Linked DNA regions of Lactuca sativa: region 1 is linked to region 2. A link is a contact called in public Hi-C data. All regions are on one chromosome and are shown on one strand. The core of a region is the stretch at or near the end of the contact, and the rest is flanking DNA. Distances in the headings are between cores, read along the strand shown.

Evidence for each region. Hi-C and Micro-C count contacts between places; a contact is called where the count stands out from the background.
Region 1: a Hi-C map of leaf shows a contact between it and region 2, with 7 times the contacts expected there. The contact joins the promoter of LOC111917619 here to the promoter of LOC111917620 in region 2. A contact is called at or near these places in 2 of 4 Hi-C or Micro-C datasets (both in leaf).

The regions. Positions count from the first base shown.
Region 1 is chr5:367,228,696-367,232,000 of Lsat_Salinas_v11, reverse strand. LOC111917619 (transcription factor MAMYB) reads left to right here and starts at 1,521. Exons shown (of 3, transcript XR_002858953.3): 1 at 1,521-2,516.
Region 2 is chr5:367,093,749-367,097,195 of Lsat_Salinas_v11, reverse strand. It overlaps LOC111917620, which reads left to right and starts at 1,293. Exons shown (of 4, transcript XM_023913284.3): 1 at 1,293-2,453. The coding sequence starts at 1,540.

The sequences.
Region 1 (3,305 bases), core at 272-2,771, 130 kb before region 2:
ACTATACATCCATATCTAACTATAGGCTTTGGAATTTTGGCATTTGGAGTTCCGATGAATTTATTATGATTTTTTGAAGATAGTGCATGAAATCTATGACAACATGGACCAGCCTGAGAAGATTGCCAATTTTACCCCTCAAGGGTTTGGAATTTCAAAATGTGATTCAAAGTTCGAAGAAAGTAGACACACTAAGATTTCCAGAAAACTAAGTCTCATGATTTTTAGATGTTTGTATTGACTTGCACGGATTTTAGAACTTGGAGGACAGATTTGGGAAAATTGATCATAATATCTTCTAAATCATTTTTGGTGTTCTATTAAGTAATTAATGGTTAAGACTTAAGTTTATCACTTATAACAAGATTGTTGGTTACTTATTAGGCTATAGAGATGTGAAATTCAATTTAACCTAAGGGCCTTAATGTTTGGCTTAATGAGGGTTCAAAGATAAGAATTTTCATATAAAATGTCACTTTGAGGAAATGAAGTCCAGTAAGAAAAACAGAGGCAAATTAAATAGAGACATCAAAATGATGTTGTTTCAACAAAAAACCATCAACAAGCACCTACAGATCGCAACAATAAATACACCACCTCATTCTTGATTTATTTGTAGAGGTTTTTTCATTGAGGCATTTCATCGAACACTTGGTGCTCATAAAAAATTTGTAAGCTGTCACAATGTCTATGAGATTATATGAAACAAGATAGAAGTTAATTACCCAAAATGAAAGAGTAATGAAGCGACAATAACAACAAGAATCACTAATCATCCAACAAGTATGTATTTGACGTCATTCAGAACTCATAATACCTTTTTCAAAAAATTAAGTATGTTTTCAAATGTTGTTTTAGAAGGGTTAATTGATATGCTTATTTTAACATTGAGACATATTTGCAAGTAAGTTGGTATTTTTTTTACTATTAAGCCATTTGTCTCAAGTATTTATTAATGTTTTACAATAAGTACTAAATTTATTTGGTACTATACGCATAAATGATCTCAATCATTAGTTTTTATTATTATTATTATTTTTTGTAATATCCAGCATAAAATCACATCTCTTTAACACTAGATGGATGGAAATCACATCTTTACGACATTATATGAATGTAAGATCTCATAACACCACTATTTCATTTTACTATTTTTATTTTTTATTAAGTTTATGTTTCTAGCTTGAAAAAGAACCGAATTTAAGAAACCAATATGATCACAAAAAGAAGAACATGACATGGGGTTTTAGCATAAACTAATATTTTAGATGATCGATGCTTATGGCGCTCATGAGTTAGGGTGATATAGAGTTACATATTGGTAACCGATTTAATTAATGAAATATTAAGAAATAAGAAAAAATTGAGTTTATTTTGAATAAAAATTTGTTAGATCTAAAAGTAAAAAAGATGTAAAATGTAGGGGTTTTTATGGAAAAAATGTGGTAACTAAAAGGTCCTGAAATAACAGTAATAAATACAAATTGAGTTTTTATCAAAATGTAAGTTTTTTATTGAAAAAACCTTAATTATAATGCAAAATTCAGAATCTACCTCCTTGTAGAAACCACGATCCAGATCTGCTTTCTGTAGAAGCTCCCATGGAGTTCTTTGACGAAGAAAGCAGACCCAGATTCGTCCTTCAATCCCGATCTACCCCAAAAACTACCCCCAAATCCGAAAAGCTTGATGATCTCCACAAGCCTGCTCTCTTTGTCTCTCTTTCCCTCTCTGCCCTCCTCTTAACCCTCTCCCTTTTCTACTTCCAATCTGATCCTCTGCAATCCATCTTCATCTGGTTCTCATTATCTCTCCTCGTAGGCCCCTTTGCTCCTCCCTCCCTGACCGCTGGCGACATCCGGGTCGGTCTTGGTCCGGCCATCCAACCCCAAAGTCCTCGACAAACCCCAGAACCCGAACCATTAAAAAGATCAAGATTCAAGACAAAAAAACCCGATCAAGATTTCATATCGGTCCCTGCTGTCGTCGTGAACGAAACTCCAAAGCCCAGCAACAAGAGCGATTCCAATGTTATTGTGGTGGAAGATAAAGAATGGAGTGAAGGAGATCTGGAGTTGTTGAAGAAGCAGATGGTGAAGAATCCTGTAGGGATGCCAGGGCGGTGGGAAGCGGTGGCGGAGGTGTTTTCTGGGCGCCATAAGGTGGAGAGTGTGGTGAAGATGGCGAAATCGATGGGCGAAAGGAAAATCGGCGACTCAGATTCTTTTTCAAAGTTTTTGAAAGATAGGAAGGCAGTGGACAAGAGGGTTGATGAGGTTATCGAGAATGAAAGGGAGCAGGTCAGTAATGGTGGAAGTTGGAGCTCCGCCGAGGACATAGCTCTGCTCAATGCTTTAAAAGCTTTCCCTAAAGATTCAGCCTTGAGGTGGGAGAAGATCACAGCTGCTGTCCCTGGAAGATCAAAGGCGGCTTGCATGAAGAGGGTTGCTGATCTTAAAAAAGATTTTAGGAGTTCAAAAGTTTCTTCCGAGGCTTAAATCTTAATCAATCAAGAGGTAATTGTTTTATCAATTGAGCATAACATTTGATTCTATAGCAATTTTGAATGGATGATGGGATGTATGAGTGATGTAATTCTATATAAACTATAAAGTTATGAATTTTAAATCTCCATAATATATGTGCTAAAGATCAAATTAGACATGACAGCTTCAATCCATTTCTTTAATTTGGGATCTTGAATCCACAGACGAAATTAGCTTAACTGAGGATGGAAATGGAATGCATAACAACAGCTACTAGTGAATCAACTTAAGGAATATTGTGAATGGCTTTATGTTTGAGGAGATTGATGGGTCATTGCTTAATTCGTGTATCAAATTCTAGTTGGATGACTATTGATGAATCTTTATGATTGTTAGTAATTTATAACTTACTTTAATATAATGATTTTGTTACCATATAATTTCTTTGTTGGTGTTTATTCAATGACAAATACTGCTCAATGGAAATAACAAAGAGAGCAGCAAAGGGTTGCATGAATGAAGCTAAGCAATTTGATTTGCTTTATAAAAACCCAATTGACTTGAGATTGCTATGATAATAGATTATGTGTTGTACGCATTTTGGCCTTTTTCTTTTTTGCCTTGTTTATCAAGTGGGGTCATTAAAAATCTTTACTGTCGAGGTGGTTTGCAATATTTTCATAGATTCCAGCAATATTTACACTGATTATGTCTTTATCAAATGTGTTTGTGTTTTACTCTGATTGATTGGATTTTTGCAATACTTGTCTAGATATTCTGGTGAAACAATCCTACTTTTAAAAGTCATGCATGATGGAT
Region 2 (3,447 bases), core at 44-2,543:
TATTGTAATGTGATTTTTATTTATTTATTTTTTATTTTTTTGGTAATTTTTTTATTTTTGGAAAATATAAATTCTGAAAATAATATTTGGAAAAAAAATTTCGAAAATTTTCAATTATTTTACATTTTAAAAATATTTTTTTTATATATTTCAAATGACTGGCTAGAATATATATATATATATATATATATATATATATATATATATATATATATATATATATATATATATATATATATATATATATATAGGAATGAGTTCTATGGAAAACAAATAACTAGGACAACATCTACCGGAACCACTAATCAAATGACACGTGTCCATTTCTTTCTTCACAAGTAATGTATTGTGGAAGTTATTGTAGAAGTGATGTGTTGTCATGTTTTCATTGGTTCAAATATGTGTTGCCCTAATCATTCATTTTCCATATAACTCTTCCCTATATATATATATATATATATATATATATATATATATATATATATATATATATATATATATATATATATATATATATATATATATATATGGGCATAGGGAATATGTGGCTGTTATGTACCTAATATTAGGTATAGAACCATTAAAAACTACATAATTTTAACGAAATACAATCAAATCCCTCTACCATCTTTTTTGTATTCTCTATTAGACTAGATGATAGACTTTGTACATACTTTTATATAGTTTTAAATTTTTTATTTTGCAACACAAAGCATGTATAAGAATACATTATCGACTACATATAAATCTTCATATTCAAATTTAAAATAGAAAACTATAGTGAAAGATTGATATTATTCATTAAAAACCCAATAAACGTCTTCTCATAATACATAAAAAAGAACAATGCAAATATACATATGGTTGGTGTCAAAGAAATTTATGAAGCCTACTAGAGGTCTAATATAAAAAACACATTCGAAATACATAGATGTAGGGGAAGAATTATGAAATTGGAAATAATATGAGTTCAAAATCAATAGGAAGAAACTAACAATGAAAAAAAATTGTGTTTTTTTAATCAAAATGAAGTCAATTTTAATGGTTCTATACCTAATTTTACATACATGACAGCCACATATTCATTTTTCCCTCTCTCTCTCTCTCTCTCTCTCTCTCTCTCTCTCTCTATATATATATATATATATATATATATATATATATATATATATATATATATATATATATATATATATATATATTGAGTTTTCTCAATTTTCCAAATAAAAAAAACAAAAAGAAAAAGTTGACAGAGGACCTCTTAATTATTGCCAAATGTCACCAAGCTTGTTTCCGAGAAGACTCTCCCTTCATTAAAACCTTTTCTGCGCCTCTCTCACTACTAATAACAAACCTACAAACAAACAAACATCAAACCGAACTAAATTTCCCAATTCCTTAAACAACTCATTCCACTCTTAGATACCCACAAAAATCACTTCTTCAACTATTGATTATCATCAAAGATTTCAGTTTTTCAATCAAGAACTGAAAGGAGGAATCAGAGCCCTCAAGTAGGGTGAAGTTTCCTCTTGAAAAATGCTTAGTATCTTCAACAAAAACCTCCGGCGACTCTGCTCAAAGTTCCGGTGGCCGGTGCGCCGCCGTTCAAAACCGAAAGTCATTATCAAAAGGTTCGGGAAATCTAATTCCAGAACTCAAGATATATCAAACACAAATGGGTCAGCCACAATTCATCCAAATAATCATTTGGGGAAATCAGAAACCCCAATCCGAATCGCAACTTTTAATGCCGCTTTGTTCTCCATGGCACCAGCAGTTCCAGAGTTGACTGAAAAAGCTTCAAGCTTTGACTATGGCGAAGACGAACAAGATTACAGTAGTAGGGTACCATCAAATTGCTCTGTTTCTTACACCAATTCAAGATCAAAATCAATGATTGATCGTCCCAAAAGTATATTAAAGCAATCACCATTGCATTCAAGCAGCTCCATGAGCAGTTCAGAAACTGTATCAAAACAGCAGAAATTCGCAAAATCAAAGCTAAGAGTTTCAATCAATTTACCCGACAACGAGATCTCACTGAAGCGAAGTGGGCAGTTAAGCTTCGCCATAGACGAAACGGAAGAAGGCCCGAGTTCAAAAACTATTAATTCGAAGGGTATAAGTAGGATTTTAAAAGGGAAAGGTGTTTTAAGATCACAAAACAGTTTTTCTTCAAAAGAATCTGAAAATCAAAGAGGGAAAGGTTATAGGTCAACGAAAACTGTTCTTGAAGTTTTGAAAGAATTGGATGCAGATATATTAGCTTTACAGGATGTTAAAGCAGAAGAAGAGAAAGATATGAAGCCATTATCGGATTTGGCTGCTGCTTTGGGCATGAATTATGTTTTTGCCGAGAGTTGGGCACCGGAATACGGCAACGCGGTTTTATCAAAATGGCCGATTAAACGATCCAAAGTTCAAAAGATTTTTGATGATTCCGATTTCAGGTTCAAAATTACTTTTATACCCTTATTTTATAAATATTTCTTTCTTATGAACGAACATTAGTTATATAATTATGACAACTTAATATCGTATTATCACTCTCGACACATTAATGCAAAGTTGCAAACATCAGAGATTCTTGTGTGATTATTACTTGTTTTCTTGTTTGCATTAATGTTGTTTTAACTAAATGATCTTGTGGATTTCTATAATTACTTGTCTTTAAAATAAAAACGACGATATAAATACTTTTGGGTTTAATCATGTCTTCAATTGATGGGGCCATTACTTAATGTAACCTTTTTTCGAAGAAGCAAAGGGGATTAGAATTCCGTAAGGAAAAGGGCATATAGTACAAAAGAATAGTAATTGTGAAAAGCTATAAATGGACCAAATAGTACTTCAAGATATAGCAAAAGATATTAAAAGGGATATTTTCGACCTATTTTACGTGAAAATAGATAGATCTGTATACGATTAGAAAAAAATTCGTTAGAAAGAAATATATTGAATGGTCTAGAAGCTATAAAAGTATATTAAAGCGTTTTTAACTTTCTAAATTATTTTATTCAAAAGAAATGTACCATTCTTTTAATAATTATATTCGTAGCCATGTTTAATGTATTATTTATTCATGAAAATTAATAAATAAAAAAATGTAGACATTTCGAATATTCAATCCAAATCAACCCATTTTTGTCCATACCATTTTGTCTGTCTGCACTCTTTTCAATTTATTTTGGCTCAATCAAAATTGAAGTTTTCACATATAAAATATCGATTTCATTTACTTAAATATGAAAAATGAGATTGGAGAGGGTTCTTACTTCTTAACATATGGAACGGGGGTGGGGTTACAAATATTAGACACCAATCTTTATTTCTACTGAAAAATTCATAAAATCCAGATAACAAGTTGAAGATTAGTGCTGTTTGGTATATCATGTTTGGGAACAGCTGTATGCTATTAAAAAGTTCAACAACTACTAAAAGTAA